2 separate regions of the Mus musculus genome follow, and region 1 is linked to region 2. A link is a contact called in public HiChIP or PLAC-seq data. All regions are on one chromosome and are shown on one strand. Each heading gives the region's core, a stretch centred on a gene start, on an enhancer-like site or on the middle of the called end of the contact. The rest is flanking DNA. Distances are from core to core; before and after follow the strand shown. Region 1 overlaps Gm40376 (predicted gene, 40376). Region 2 has its middle 54 kb from the start of Gm33380.

Region 1 (3,094 bases), core at 417-2,916, 130 kb after region 2:
TGCAAGGAGCTTTGAAATCAGCATGGGAGATACTTGCTCCCTCCCCAATTCTCTTGGGCTGGGGTGCAAAGTGGAGAGTGTTTCTCTGCTGTTGAACTACCTCTTTCTGCAAAACAAGGAAATATGGAAACTGTTGCACTGCTGGAAACTCCCCTGCAGGACCCTCAGGGCCAGGCCTTGGTGAACTGAGTTCTGCTCTCAATCACGTTTTTCTACAGTCTGCTCACAAATGGCAAAGGAGTCCACACACATTCTTGTTGGCTATACCAAAGCAAGATGGGGGGGGGATTTTAAAACAGAGGGGTTTTTATTCTTTAATATTGGTGTGTATGGAGGTGGGCAACATCTCTCCTTCCATGAGTTTCTAGGATTAAACTCAGTTTATCAGGCTTGTGCAACAAGTACGTTTAGCCACTGAACAGTCTCGCCAGGCCCAAACCATGAGACTTTGATCCTTACGCAAAAGTCTAATTTCACTTCAGAATCACTTGCCATCTGGCAAAAGGTTGAGTGAAATTTCTAATGAAGGTTCAAGTCAAATGTGAATGACTAAACCAGAAGAATCCCCCAGTATATGGCCATCTCCTTTGTGTAGTACCAACAAGAGGTAAAAAGTTGGTGCTTTGATGCAGCAAACCTGCTCTATCAGGCCCCTGTACCTCCTTTCCTAGCCAAAGCCACTCCTCTGATGCAAGTTCCCTCATCTGTCATGGGGCAATAGCATGCACTTAGAAGTACTGCTGTTGAAATTCTGACAATATGTTGAAAATGCCAAGGACAATACCTGACATGAATAAGAACCATCTTCCAGACTAAATCTACTCAACAAGACTCTGCCAGGGGATCTATGAGAGCAAAGGCTTATAAAATAGGCCTGGTTTCAATAATGTGACATTAATTCAGTCACCCTTTTATCCTGGAAAGGGCATTAATTTCACTAACGTACAAGCAACGCAATGTTAGGTTACACACAAGCAGTCAGGATCATTCCTTCTCAGGGTTTAGTTTCACTGGAGCAAGATGACTTAGAAGGGTAAAGCAACCCCACACTACAGAACCATCCGGACTCTGGCGAGCAGTGTTAACAGAGCAGAATAAAAAATGAATGGAATGTTTGTGCTGGAACTTTAATAAGAATTTAGCTAGTTTCTACACTACCGGCACTGAAGGCTATTGCCTCCCAGATGGAAAGTTGATCTTGATCTTTTTTGGCTCTGGGTCCATCCTCCCTTTAGGAAAGTTAGACTCTCTTATGCAAACTGTTGCTCACAGGTGAAAGTGCTCCGTGCTACTTCCCTCAGTTTGAGGTGTCAGGAAAGACTCTTGGGGGCAGTTCTATTCCACATGACCTAGTGGAGAACTGAAGACCCTTCAGGTGACTCTAGAAGTTACACAGAGTCCAAGACAGGTCTGGACCCAGGCACACACACCCCCAAAGCATGTTCTGATGGAATTGGAAGTGCCAGTGACCTTGAAGCATTTGCTTGTTTACTCAGAATGCTTAGGAGCTGCCCCCTCCACTGTGTTGCCCTGTACATTGTCCCATGCCCTAAGCTTGGATCATACCCAACTATCCAAATAATCTTGACGCCTTTTTCTGGGGAGTGGAAGACTGGCAAGCCACCAAGCCCTGGGTGAGGTGCCAAAGTCCTTGTTATGTAAGAAACCTGGTTGCCACCCTCATGAGAGTGTGGGAGTTTCATAATGCTGTGTCATTCCCCTGGTAGAAGTGATGTGTGATTTGGCAGTTTCTAAAAGCAAAACCAGAATATCATGAAGACAGGGTCTCAGTCAGATCTGCAAAAACAAAAATCCATTTCCTTGATTTCTAACCAATGTGCCCAGAACATTATTTTCAACTAAGAGTCTCAATGTCCAACCTGTTAAGACTGTCTATAACTTATTCAAGCTGGTTTATATTTTGAAATTAGGGAGCCTTGACTAATAAACTGGAAGAGATTTGTAGGGAGCACCTCAAGCAACTAACAACAGTATCTATGACGTCCATTGCAATTCTTGGCATCATGCCAGCATTTCAGGCTTCTCATTCCCTCCACCTGACTTTTTGAAACAAATACTATTACTCCTCCATTCTACAAAAAGGGAAACTTGAACACAAATTGGGTAGGTCCCCCTAATCCTGAGTCAAAAGAATCTCCCCTCTTCTTCAAGCTGCCCATCCTGGAGCTCAGAGACGTGGGATCCAGTTCTCATCTCCCTTTCTCCTTCCTTACTCTCAATTCCAGTCCCTCTCCCTCCCTTTCCTCCTTCCCCCTTCTCTGCCTCTTCTCACATCCAGTAAATCATTAAACTCTATCTTGCTAAAGCTGATGGATATTTTAATCAGTCACCACCCTTTACATCTGTAGAACGTGTCATAGAAACTCTTTTTCTGAGATGCACATCAACAATGTTAATTCCTATTTTATAAAGGACATTAGTCATTTGGGCACTATACCCAAACCCTTGACTGTGTTGAAGAAACTTCTCTGTGTGTCCTGATGAGAGTTGCTCACATGTTTCCTTCTCTCTGTGTAATGTACAACTTGACTACCAGACCTGGATTTAGCAGCCCAGTTGTTCCAGCCCTGAGATGCCAAGTCTGTATCTGTGAAGAAGACAAGAGAGTTGGGATATTAGCTATCGTGGCTAGTAGCCGGGATCTATAAGGAGTTATTTCTACTTGTGGTAATATTAGAAACAGAATCCAGTTGTGTAAGGTCCACAGCTTCCATGCCTGCCCATTGTTCTCACTTGTCTCCTGAGATCTAGGGCCAATTAGACATTTGAGATTGAGTATCTCTCTTAATTATTGAAGAAAACCACAAATTCCATCATTAATGAGAGGTGGGTATTTGGCAATCAAACAGAAGCTGGTAGATAAAGGAAGCCCAGACTCAAGTATTTCCAGTGCACATGAGGTGTAATGTGTCCATTGAACGCACGTATTTTTGGAAACTATCCTGCCACCCTAGAACGATGAGAACATTGGAGGCAATGGGCTTCTTTTCTCTGAGAATATAAAGGAAGGGAACAACAATCTTAAGTAACCAAACTATGATCTTATGCCTTGGACTGAACCTAGGGACCTTCA
Region 2 (3,380 bases), core at 87-2,586:
TTTAGATTCACAATGGCTTTCAACCCATATGACAGTTCTGACTAATGGGCAGACTGTCTGGCCTGGATACAGAAATATACAGAGATAGTTTAAGGCCCAGTTTGGATGCAGCAGACAAAATGGTGAAAGCAGAGTGGAGTCTACTGTGGCTATGGGGCAATCTCACCTCACCTTGACTGCAATCCCACATTTCTGTTGCATCCAATGGTCTTCAAGCAAAGCACCCTCCTGCTTCCAGTTCTTCCTACCCTCCTTCATAACTTACATCTTTTGGGGAGATTTTGGGGAGGGATTCTGTTAGCCAGGGCCATGCCTTTTTAAAAGCTTCCCTGCTGATTTGCTTTCCTAAGTTCTTACTCTCCCCACCCTTCTAGCAGACTCTTCTTACAGGCCCGAAGCAGACAGATTCCTCTCTCCCGGCTGCCCATGAATCAGACAGGTAGTCTGCAAGCACCAATCCTGTGACATAGAACCTCTCACTTCCCCTAAAATATATAAGGAGGGACCCTAGCTCTGCCATGTGGGCATTACCATCTCTCCAACAAAATGCTAACTCCCAAAAGATAACTGACCTTAGTGTTGCCCTTGAACCCTAAACCCAAACACTTGTAGACTTAGGTGATTGATTCATTAGGAGATTGTGTATATTCTACAATAAACTTTACTTCTCAGTCATGACCATCTGAACTCCTTAAGGAATGGTGATGTTTTCCCCTCCTCCAGCTGGGTGATAATGATTCTGATTGGGTCTCAGAGCCAGGATGATCTCAGAGTTGGGGTCAAAGTTGAAGTAGCACTAGGCTTCTGGAAAGGGAGAGGCAACTGAACAACCAGGATGTTTAGGCTTTAGAAAATGTTCCAGAATGCCCCAAAAGGAAGACACAGAAAATCCCATGTTCTCTTAGATTCTGTGACCTCAGCTCTCTGCATGATGACACTGATAGCAAACAAGTCCAGTGTGGTGAGATACATCAGGCAGACCCTCAGCTGCTGAACAAGGAGCCAGGTCCTGCTCTTGAAGGAAGGTGCAGTGAAGTTGGGTTAGGTGTGCTTAGCTCGGTTCCGTTTCCAGGAGAAAGAGAAAGGAAATGCAGAAAGTGAAAGCCAGAAGCATACTGGAAAGAGAAAGGTTGTAACCCCGTGAGAACAGGCAGGGGTTCGTGCTTAGTTATTCCTTGAGGGTGGCAGAATTAGTTCCATTTCCCCTTGCTGGGGAGAACTGAGCTGCTAACACAGCTTGTGCCTGGAGGAAGTAGATCACCTGTCTTTCACAGGGCTAAAAGGGCAAGCTAACAGCTGCATCTCATCTTACCTTAGGAGGCAATGCAGCCTTTCTGAGTGCTCAGACAGACAGAGGAAGTGTGTTTCCTGCATAAACAGTTCTCAGCTCTAGGTAGAGTGAATAACGTTGTAAGGCAAATGGTAAGTGCTGTGCCCATCCCAAGCTTAAGGTTTACTCTGAACTCCCTCCTGGCTTTGCACCCTCTGATCACTTTCATTTCTGATTATTCATGTTACCTACACTGCTGGCATGACCCAGGACTGTTATAGTATGAGAATGCCCCTCTAAGTTCATGCATTTGAACAGCTGGTCTTTAGCTGGTGACATGGTTTTGGGGGGTACAGAACTGTCAGGAAGTGGAGATTCATCACTTCCTAACACCACTGGGAAATACATCACTGGGGGGGGGGGGTGAGTTTTGAGGGTTTGTAGCCTCACTGACTTCCCATCCTATCTCTCTTTCTGTGTGTGGATAAAATGTGACCTCTCTGCTTCTTGCCCCTGCTCCCATGCTTTCCCCATCAATATAGACTCTAACCTCATGGAACTACAATCCAAAATAAGCCCTGTTTTCCCCTAACTTGCTTTCATCAGTTTATTATAGTCACTGTTAATTTCCATATCATTTGTATAATACAGACATCCTTTGGTAGCCTCAGAGAATTAGTTTCCCTCCACCACATACAGAGATGTGCAAATTCTCAAGTATCAAGCACCTTATATATAATGATGTATTAGTAATATTTTTCTATCACTTAGATGTATATGCTCATATACTTTAATTCATCCAGATTATTAATAATACCTGATACAAGAAAAATGCTATGTGAATGGTTTTATGGGTTTTTAAAGGGGAATAATATCAAGAAAACCTAAGCCATGTTCAACAGATGCAATTCTCATACCCCAAGTGTGGACCTCATAAACATGAAAGGACAGCTGTGGTGACTATGCTCCTGATTCTGCACATATCAACTGGATGCTGTTTTGTGTGAAAGAATAGATTAAAATGAAGCCCAGGGTTTAGAATTGGCATGCTGTTAACTGCAGAGGCAGCTAGGTGGACTCAATTACCTTGGCCTTTCCTCCCACCTCTCCCATCCTTTCAGACATTGTGAAAAAGAGTACAAACAAAAATAACAAGTAATCATAAAACCTGAAAGAGAAGGAAGCCAGAATTCCAAATTAGTAAGAAAAGTAAAAGAAGCCTGCAGTGTTTCAAAGGCCCTGCATTTCTTTTGAATGTTAAAAGGCAACTGAGGTTTGTTGCTAACCTCAGCCAAGTATGGCCTGCTGTAATAAATAGCTGCCCATTCAGAAAGAAGCTTACAGACCACTTTATTCATATATATATATATATATATATATATATAGAGAGAGAGAGAGAGAGAGAGAGAGAGAGAGAGAGAAATTAAAAATATGGCTGTCTGGGAGGAGAACACAGAGTATTCTGTGTAACAGTATTTAAGAATAATAGGCCTGGACCAAGAAAACAAGAAGATTGGCTATAAAGAAAATAAAGAACTCATGGGCATTTGTGGAGTCAGATTAGAATAAAGATATCAAAGTAGAAATTTCAGAAACATACTAGTCCCTAGGTGACTTAACTGGCCTTTTATTTTTAAATGATCTATTTATTTTTATTTTGTATGTGTATTTATTTATTGTTTTGCCTGGATGTGTGTGTGTGTGTGTGTGTATATATATATATATATATATATATACACATATATATATAGTGTGTGTGTGTGTGTGTGTGTGTGTGTGTGTGTGTGCTTGGTGTCCACGGAGGCAGAAGAGAGTGTCAGATTTCCTGGAATGGAGTTATAGATGACTGTGACCTGCCATGTGGATGCTAAGAGGCATATGTGGACATACGTCATTCATTTCACTTTACAGAGTGATTATTTGATGCCTAATTGTTATCTGTTTGCAAAGTTGTCTTATGATTCTATACAGTATTTTGGATGCTAATGATAATCTTACCTGATTATTTAACTTTTAGGTCAATTAAACTTTCCATTAAAATTTGAAGACACTATCCAAGCTATCGCTTTGTAGGATGAAAAGCACACAGAATTCTAAGTGCCTGTGACTC

What was found. HiChIP or PLAC-seq counts read pairs in DNA pulled down with a chosen protein or histone mark.
Region 1: a contact with region 2 is called in an H3K4me3 HiChIP or PLAC-seq map of intestinal villus epithelium, with 7 read pairs. The contact joins two enhancer-like sites. A contact is called at or near these places in 9 of 484 Hi-C or Micro-C datasets (bone marrow-derived dendritic cells, brown adipocytes, cerebellar granule neurons and 4 more) and 4 of 115 datasets of contacts at active chromatin or transcription factors (bone marrow-derived dendritic cells, bone marrow-derived macrophages, intestinal villus epithelium and 1 more).

The regions. Positions count from the first base shown.
Region 1 is chr12:32,766,930-32,770,023 of GRCm38.p6, forward strand. All of the region lies in intron 1 of Gm40376 (predicted gene, 40376), which reads left to right. Among named protein-coding and RNA genes, the nearest start is that of Gm40376, 44 kb to the left of the region's middle. Within about 2 kb of position 1,667, at least 74 of the 459 cell types and tissues checked have an H3K27ac peak or open chromatin away from gene starts, as enhancers often do. A contact at or near this core is called in intestinal villus epithelium, where this site is marked.
Region 2 is chr12:32,634,040-32,637,419 of GRCm38.p6, forward strand. No RefSeq gene overlaps it. Among named protein-coding and RNA genes, the nearest start is that of Gm33380, 54 kb to the left of the region's middle. Within about 2 kb of position 1,337, at least 43 of the 459 cell types and tissues checked have an H3K27ac peak or open chromatin away from gene starts, as enhancers often do. A contact at or near this core is called in intestinal villus epithelium, where this site is marked.